Regions from separate parts of the Xenopus tropicalis genome. Here region 2 is linked to region 1. The links are chromatin contacts, called in public Hi-C maps. All regions are on one chromosome and are shown on one strand. The core of a region is the stretch at or near the end of the contact, and the rest is flanking DNA. Distances in the headings are between cores, read along the strand shown. Region 1 has its middle 28 kb from the start of iyd. Region 2 holds the start of plekhg1 (pleckstrin homology domain-containing family G member 1).

What was found. A called contact is a pair of places that touch in the nucleus more often than the background predicts.
Region 2: a Hi-C map of neurula embryo shows a contact between it and region 1, with 2.3 times the contacts expected there. The contact joins the promoter of plekhg1 here to the enhancer-like site in region 1. A contact is called at or near these places in 3 of 5 Hi-C or Micro-C datasets (brain, neurula embryo and tailbud embryo).

The regions. Positions count from the first base shown.
Region 1 is chr5:44,545,051-44,549,805 of UCB_Xtro_10.0, forward strand. No RefSeq gene overlaps it. Among named protein-coding and RNA genes, the nearest start is that of iyd, 28 kb to the left of the region's middle. Within about 2 kb of position 2,676, at least 1 of the 11 cell types and tissues checked has an H3K27ac peak or open chromatin away from gene starts, as enhancers often do. A contact at or near this core is called in neurula embryo, where this site is marked.
Region 2 is chr5:44,583,931-44,588,685 of UCB_Xtro_10.0, forward strand. It overlaps plekhg1 (pleckstrin homology domain-containing family G member 1), which reads left to right and starts at 2,418. Exons shown (of 18, transcript XM_018094254.2): 1 at 2,418-2,648.

The DNA of each region.
Region 1 (4,755 bases), core at 1,426-3,925:
ATTCATAAGAATTATTTTTGAAATCCTTTCCTCCGATACCATATGTCTGATGTAAGTTTCCTCATTGAAATACTACACTTTTCAGAAGTCCAAAACATAAATGAATTTAAAAGAAGGGAGAATGAAAAATAACATTGTCTATAAAATGATACTGTTAAAATTAATTCCACCACAAACAAGGAACTAGGAACTAGTCTGCCTGTGTGTGCCATATTCTGCCTGCCCTATGCTGCCTGTGTGTCACACACAGACAGCATGGGGCAGGCAGAGTATGGCACACACAGGCAGCATAGGGCAGACATACAGTGTGTGCCATACTATGCCTGAAACAAAGAAAGTTTTCCCAGCACACCCTTACCTCCTCCAACAATTCTTACTCGGTGCACAGCCCAGAGAGTCGACACTCCCAACGCAGTCCAGCAAAAAAACGGTACAATGAGTGTAATTAAAGCAGGTCTTGGCCCCTGCGTGTTTATTCAAAAAATAGCAGCAACGTTTCGGGGGCGTACCCCTTCGTCAGGCATACAAACCAGTGCAGTGAACATGATTAAATAGTCTCACACTTCATTAGCATACACAATTGTGCAATTAGCATATTTAACCTTTAAACAATCTGTAAAAGCCAAAATGTACAAATGCATAATTTTATAACACTAAATAAATCAGAGCAATGTGCATAAGTGAAACCTTCATGAAAAAAGACATAATTCCAAATTATTAATCTGCAAAAAAATTATAAAAATGTTTTACACATTTTTAAAAAAATAAGTCCATATGTACATCAATTACACAGACATTATCCCACCCAAAAATTCACTATACATTTGCCCTATGCTGCCTGTGTGTGCCATACTCTGGCAGGGGTTTTGTTGTGGGATTTTGTTAGCATTTGGAAATATGCTATGAAGTTGTTAGGGAGTCTCTAAGGTTTTTAATTATGTTGGAGGAGGCATATGGAATTAAGGGTATGTCTAAATATGACATAATACACTTACTGGGTGATATCCCTGCAGTGAGAACAAATGATTTGTTTTTGTTTTTTTTGGTGTGGTACCACCTTTAATGTGCTTATGGTCTTAAAAGCCCTTGGGTGTGGTTTGAAGTGGGTTTGGTTTAAAAAGGGGAGTTGGACAGCACTAATAAGTGCAACAGACCTGGATGATTTAGATGTAGTCAACTTTTTATATTAGTATGTATAGATAAATGTTAGGTTTTAGCATTGGTATTTATAGCTGTGATATTGTAACAGGCTGGGAACACCCCGCATACACCCCAGGATCTGACTGGTACCCATTACTATATTTGCCTTTAGCTGCATAATCATGGTTTTATGAAGTATTTGCACTATTTATCATGCATACTACAATATACAAATTGTCTGGAGTAAAGAAGCAGGGCTTCTACTTCTACTAAAAATGGGTTAAATGAAGGTCCTGACTGCATGTAAATATTTCCTTCAATAACAAACTTTGAAATGATTGATAATAATCACAGGAAACTATAAACTTTCAAATTTAATGTTGCATAAGACAGAAATAGAGTCATAAACGTTTGAGTAATAAACTGCTGGAACTTTTTTTTTTTAGGAAATATACATAAAACATTCTCTGTATTTCTTTGTATGCTGTGTGCACTTGTAATAAAACAGTCAGGTGTTGTTTAAATTTTATTAAAAAGTAAGTCTGTGCATAATAAGGCTGAGTACATGCTGCCATGGCTCATTGCCTACATGATGACAGCTGAGGTAACAATACAGCCATTCCAATATAAAATCCCTCATAATAGATCCAGACATTTTACCCAGTAACATGTTGCCTTCCATTACTTCCAGGGCCTAATAGTGACCAATATAGCTAAAGGATTTTCTTCAGATTCTTTAGATTATATTTAGATTATAGATTATATTATCCTTAGAAGAATGTTTACCCACTCACACTAAGCAAATTATAACAACCTACACACTAAATAAATTATTACAACCGACAAACTTCCATTATTAAAAATGAGGTCATGGACCATACACCAACATTTCAGACTTAACATGGCGTGAAAATCAAGCATTAAAACAGTGTTTCCCACCTGACATTGCTTCTTATTTAAACGCATAGGAAATCTATGCTGATACAGTACCATCGTCCATAGGCAGCGCGCCTCCTATTCATTATGTCCCCCTAAAAGCAGGGGTCCCGAACCTTTCTTACTCGGGAGCCACAGTCAAATGTAAAAAGACTTGGGAAGCAACACAAGCATCATAAAAGTTCATGGAGGTGCCAAATAAGGGCTAAGATTGGCTATTAGGGGCCTCTATGCACACTATCAGCTTACAGGGGGCTTTATTTGGTAGGAAATCTTGTTTTTATTCAACCAAAACTTGCCCCCAAGTCAGGAATTCAAAAATAACTACCTGGTTTGGGGGCACAGGGGCGCCTGTTTTTTCTGTAGTTTTTGTTTCTTTTTTTTCTGATTTCTCTATCTTCAATCTTTAAATCTGATATACTTTACCTTCCCTTTGTTTGGCTGTTTTTGCTTTGGCCCATTCTGCTTTTCCATTCTGTTGCCAGTTTTATGTTCTCCCCCCATTACTTTTTGCTCTTCTTTTCTTGTATCTTCCTTTCATCGGAACCTTCAACTCTTTTATGCTCTGTTGCCTTTATCCAATTATCCTTTGTTATTACCCTGTCTCTTGTCCGCCACAAATACGTGTGAAGAAGACAGGTATTGTCCATGGCCAAAGCAGACCCCAGGGCCTTGTCAATTTTCTTTTGTAATTAAATTAAATTGTAATTGGGGAAGAAGTATGAAGACAAAACAGTGGAAGTTTTAAATTAGGCTTTTCATCCTATTTTGTAATTTAAGTAAAGACAGTGCAGACCCAGTCAGGCAAGCTGTGGATTTTGGCAAATGCCAGAGGGGCTGCTGTAAGATGCCATAGACAGTCACTATTTAGTGGACTGGTGGGGGGCTGTTTGGAATTCTGTGTACTTGAAATGCCAGGGCCTACAAATAAATCTAATAAAATGGTAATGCATTAAGTGGTCAGTTTTGATTCTTTCAGAAATAGCCTTGTCAAGAAATCCTTCCTCGACTGGTCGCACAGCGCAGGTTGCTGTAGTTAAAGCTAATGTTAGACTTGTCGTATTCTCGGCAAGCTGAAAAACACTTGCTAAGAATACGCCCCTCCACTTTAAAAAACTTGGCCCTGCACCGGGAAGCATTGAATACGCTCGGGTACAGGCACAGGTAGCCGATAGACACCAAAAAATGCAAGACTTTGTATTTTCGGCGGTTATTGGCTAGACACGTAGGCACTTGAATGTATTCAATGCTTCCCGGTGCAGGCCCAATAGAAGTTTTTTCAAGTGGAGGGGCGTATTTTCGGCTTGCCAAGAATTAGGGATGCACCAAATCCAGGATTCGGCCAAGATTCGGCCTTTTTCAGCAGGATTCGTATTTGGCCGAATCCATGCCTCTGGCCGAATCGAATCCAAATCCTTAAATTCATGTGTCCTGCTTGCCCTCTCTGACCCTGTGATGTTCATATTTATGGTTATTTTTATTAGTACCCAATGTAAACAAGGCCTCCATGAGGGTTTTTCAAGTTCTAAAATGGGTCTCTAGAAGGCACATATTTTTGGTACCCTATCTATTTGTAGTAATTTTAGGGGACCCAATGGGTTAACATTCCCTTATTGTTCAGGAAGTCCCTATAATCAATAACCAATAATCATGGCTATATTTGTCCTTGGGTGACTTGTGAACTAGTGGGTGAAGAAATTGGAGAAAGATATTTATTTGTAATGTCTATAAGTTATGTTGTAATTTTCTGTATTTAATGTGATAACTGCTTTTAAAAATATGGGCTATAAAAAGGAATATTTTAAAGTTTAGCCCGTGTTTTGGTTTTGTAGTTCAAAATATTATTATTTCTGGCGCAATGTTTTGAAAATCCCCCTTTATAGTCCTGCGGCTTTTTTTGATCTACACAAGTTAGGAATCTCCATAAATCTGTGCTTAATTGGTATTGGCATGCTCGGGGGTATGGAGCTTTCCAGATCAGATGTGATTTCATGTATGTAATAGAATATGTTTACATTATATTTCTCTGTATAATGAAAATATGATTATGACTTAAATGCCATATGTCTTGTTACAGAAGTTGAATTAATAGCTAATTCTGGCATGTTTAGAGAGCTTATGTTGTCTGGAAAATATAATATATATTTTTGCTAGGTAAACTAAAAGTTGCCCCCAAGAAGCATTTAAAATGAAAGAGCAAAATTAGTGGAATTTGCTTGGCAACTGGGATTTGAACCAATTTATATGGGAAAATTGAAGCAGCATTGCCTGTTTTTCTATGAAAGAGTGGAGAAACGTGAAGCTAACTGGTCAATGGGTTTCCAAAGAAAGTTTAACATTTTAAATACTTGTACACAGCATAACATTACAGTTTTAAAGCTGCTACTGGCAGGTGGTCTTTCCCTTGTGCTGTAATTAGTTCATACACACACAGCATTCCTTTCTATCATCCCTTTAAAAAAAAGCACTAAGGAACCTAATTCTATTTAAAGCCAAGCAAAATATATTGCCTTACATAGCTTCAGTGCTCTTTTAAGTAAAGTTTAAATACAAAATGCAAAACCTACAGGCAATACGTGCATTCTTTATGACATTGTTAACAAAAAACAAATGGTGCCTTCTGAATCCTACTATTTCCAACCATGGATTATTGTCTTATGGATTATTAAAGAGATTGCA
Region 2 (4,755 bases), core at 1,168-3,667, 39 kb after region 1:
CACCTTTTGGTGGTGGTGGGAATGACACCTGGAACAGTGTGGTGCAGTTTAGTAGGAGCGTCTGGCACTGTTCCCTCTAAGCTGTGGTTTTGGGCACGTGCACACAAATTTTGAGACCAGTGCACACAATAAATTATGGAATTTGTTAATTTTGTTTTTAAATTTGCACACAAAATAATTTTTTGAGCACACAGCCAAAAATAAATTAGAGGGAACATTATGAAGCACCAATATGTGACTGGCTGATTGCTGCATCACTCTCTTCAGAATCCTGTCTGGACTTCCTAATTTGAAAATCCAGACAGGCAGTTTTCACTTGAACAGCCCTTTTAAAAACCTGGCTGTTTGGGTAAAAATCGAACTGGTGGCAACCCTATCTACCATCTAAAACAGAACTACAAATGTTACTAAAAATATTCAGTTATATTACAGTTAGGACTCTCTCTCTCCATATATATATATATATATATTTATGTATGTATGTGTATATAAGCATTAATATCGAGTGTATAGTAACAGAATATGAGGAGGGGGCTGGCGCACACAGCAACCTGCCCCCATACCCAGCCACTTACTCCGCTGGCTTCCCCCCTCCCCACCAGTTTACGCAGCAGCAGCCCGTTCGCTTTTAGGTAGGAGAAAAGCTGGGGATCAGGAAAGGTGAGTAGTCAGGCAGCTGGGTACCACCGGGTCCAGCAGGAGATGCACCCTAGGCAACTTGCCAATAATACCCACCCCCCCCACACACATGTACAGTGGCATGCACATTTGAGAGTGACAAGCAGAGAAGGGTGGGAGCGGTGTAATTGGTGAAGGTGCATCCTGCTCTTTTCCAGGACCCTGAGCTAGGGGAATGCAGGCCTTTGTGCCCTAGGCATGTGCCTTTTGTGCCTACCCCTAGTTCCAGCCCTGCAGCTGGGTACTATTGATTCTACAATGATAGAGGTAGCAGACCCTGTAATCTGGGCCCCTATATATTAAGCCCTCCTGTGACCATGGCATACCTCCCAACATTTGAAAAATGAAAAGAGGGACAAAAAGATTTGGTGCGCGCAGCGCGACAATTTTTTGACCACGCCCACTTTTGTGGCCATGCCCCGATTACCACACCCCATTTTTTAAAAAAATACTCCTTTTATATAGATGAAATGGCGGGATCAGACGCAAATGTGCTATACCCTCATACTGTACTACCTAAGGAAAACAATATAGCAACTCCTACATATAAAATACAAATATAGAGAGAAGGCAGTCAGTTATAAGTGAGTTATAACTATGTACCAGTTTTGCCCCCCCATACACAGGTGCCCCCCAACACATTAGCCCCCCCATACACAGGTGCCCCCCATACAGAGTAGCCCCCCCATACACAGGTGCCCCCCCATACACAGGTGCCCCCCATACAGAGTAGCCCCCCATACACAGGTGCCCCCCCATACAGAGTAGCCCCCCCCATACACAGGTGCCCCCCATACAGAGTAGCCCCCCCCATACACAGGTGCCCCCCATACAGAGTAGCCCCCCCATACACAGGTGCCCCCCACACAGTGCCCCCCATACACATTAGCACCCCCCCACACAGTGCCTCCATACATTCTGCTGCTGAAGCTTCTTCTTCAGCGTCTCCTCTATATGCGGCTCCTTGTTCGGCGGAGCCAGGCCCTTTTATAAGGTTGCGCCCGTGCGTGCGTGTGACGTCAATACGCACAGGCGCAACCTTATAAAAGGGCCTGGCTCCGCCGAACAAGGAGCTGCATATAGAGGAGACGCTGAAGAAGAGGAACCGAACGCCTGATTACAGCCAGCGCATCCCGCTGTCAGGGATAGTTCCATGAATGTCCCGCATTACGGAAATGCTGGACATTCATGGAACTATCTGGGACAGCGGGACGCGCTACCAAAACCGGGACTGTCTTTCTCTATAGTTACACTGTAGTACAGTTATAGACAGTCTTCTCCTTTTAAACTATTAGCATTGTTGAGCAGGCCTTCTCGCCTTCAGTATTGATCACTATTGTCTGTTTGATGTATACAACCCTCTATTGCACAGCACTGCAGAATATGTTGGTACTTAAATACATGTTATTAATAACAATAATTTAGCAGGCATCTTAAACATAATATTGGCTGCAGATGAGTCAACAAAAGTCTGTTGCAGACAATGTGGACGGGGTTAAAGTAAAAGCAGTTCAAAAAGGCTGGAAATACTTCAAAACGGTGGTTGACTTTTCAAGGTCTGGAGAAATAATTTGACTGCTTGAAATTGGCATTAGTCCAGAGTCATATCCTACAGACTCAACCCTTAGCTGGGGAGTGGAGGGGAAGGAAAAGGAGGGGTAGGTCTCACGGTGGATCAGCTGCAGCAGAAGGAGAGGGTAGGGCTAGAGGAGGGACACAAGGCAGTGACTGCACGTTAGACTGTATTTGCACTCTTTGCAGTGTTGAAAAGCATTGACTGGATGTAGACTAGTAATAGGAGACCCCGGACTGATTTGGAACAGACTTCCGAAAATAAGCTCTTTTCATTCTTGCTGGACTGAATTCTATAAGCAAGGGAAACCTGCCTTACTCTGCAGCATTGTGTCTTTTCCCGTATGGGGTTGCGCTCAAAGAGTGGATCATATGGAGGAAGCGTTGAACTGGAAAAGGTAAATCCCATTTTGGCTACTTTTAATAACGCAGTTATGTAAGGGGATATCTAATTGAAATTCCAGTCTCAGAGCAGGTTCATAGAGCAATTCAGCTCCAGGCAAGAGTACATGCAATAAGAGAAAACTCTGAGCTCAGGCTTCACAAGAGTGCAGTAATATTTTTAATGATGTTGAATATAAAAATGACTTAAATGTTTTCATTGTAACAAATGGAAGATAGGATCCTGTTCTTATGGGCTTCCAATCTAAAGAAAAGGAAGAATGAGTGCAAAGAATCAATTAATAGATTCCATCAATGGGGCAGAGTATTGAGACAGTAGGGATGCCCTTTCTCATCCCTAACAAAAAAAATCATTTAAACCATCATTCACTTGCTAGCATTGTTATTCCTTTGAGTTTGGTCTAAAGTGGGTGATCCGTTCACTTCTGTGAGCTGACAGGTCTTGTCTTGCTTCACTGCAGTATAGTGCGCACACTACAAAGTCATTTAGCCAATCTGCACATTCAGCATGAATGGAGTGTCCTATGTAAAATGGCAAATCTGGTGCCCTATTGGTGTTAGCTGCATTTTTCTCTTGAGAATATTCTTGTTGTTAATATTCTTTGTTACATACTTCTATGCCATTCACTGCCAGCTGACTTCTTTACAAAGCAGACAAAACAACACAGGAGTTAATAGTAATCTGTATCTGTTACTGGTTCATTATGTTTGCACAGTTTCACATTATATTTTCCAGCCAATTATCTTTATTAGGAGTATATATAATATTTATTTATTTCCTGAACAAGCCCTTAAGCAAGCGTGTGTGTTTTATTCCTGTATCGATAGAAATCTGTAATTGGTCCAGTTTCGGTGTGTTATCTTGTTGGCAGGGAACAACCCAGACTTATGCTGTAATCCAAATCTCCTCTGAAAGATTAGGTGAGATGGTTAATGAATGTTATTGCACCAGCTCTATGTAAAGATTATGAATTGATATGTATTCCCTTGAATGTGCTTGTGTGTGAAAGACAAATCTGTATTGTAAAATAATGAGATAGTAAGAACATGCTCAATGAACATGTTTGGTGTCGATGTTTTTTTTGACAAGCCCAGTAAGTAATAGCGGTAATAACTTCAACACAAAACAACTGCTTCCTTTCAATATGTAAATCCTGGAAAGCTTCAGTTAGTGATGGAACTTGACTTTACTATATATGCTTAGTATATCCCAGTCTTCATATATTTGGTGGAAAGAAGGAACCAAATCCAATGCAAGCTTGCTAATGAATTAAACCTTTTTTTGTAAGAATAGGGGCTCTGCACAAATCCCTTCCCCAAATGGACCAACCAGACTCCCCTGAACAGCCTTGCTCCCCTGTACCTGACCAGATAAGTTAAAGCTGTCGGGTTGGTGGCCTCCATGTCTGGGAGTCAAAGAGTCAGGTACAGGAACCAATGTGGCCAGACATGGTGGCTGCTAACCTTACAATGCAGCTCATCCTTTTCTGCTTAGTTACAGAAGAGCAGCACTGTTTGGGGGTGTATGGTTTGTGTGGTTGGGAAGGGGAGGCCTGGGCAGGGGCTCTTTGTTTATAAGATGTTTTCATTCTATCATCTATCTATCTATCTATCTATCTAAGATGTCAGTATGTTTACAGAAAATTAAGTAATAATATGCACTTTAGTATTCATTGTAGTATTCATTGTAGTATTCATTGTAGTTGGTACAATTTCCAGTGAACTGCAACTGCATCTGTATAGATAAACAGGCATCTCAGGTTGGTAATGTTCATATATATTATCGCTGCTTATATGTTGTATAGTATCACTTATATCATGGCTCGTTAAATATATCAAGTGCTCCATTACTGTTGCAAGCTCACACTGGAATGTGACACCAGAATTACAGTTCTTAATATCTGCTGGTATTTTAGTTATGTTCTCTAACATTTTGTAAAAAAACACATTTTGAAGTATTATTTACTTATAGTGTGTTTGTTTACCTGATGTGGTGTATGCACAAACCCCAGGCATTCAATTCTGATGTCATTGTTTTCAGTTTAGTTCTCGATTATTCATTTTCATCTATGTACCTGCCCTACAAAGAGGGATTAGAAGTAT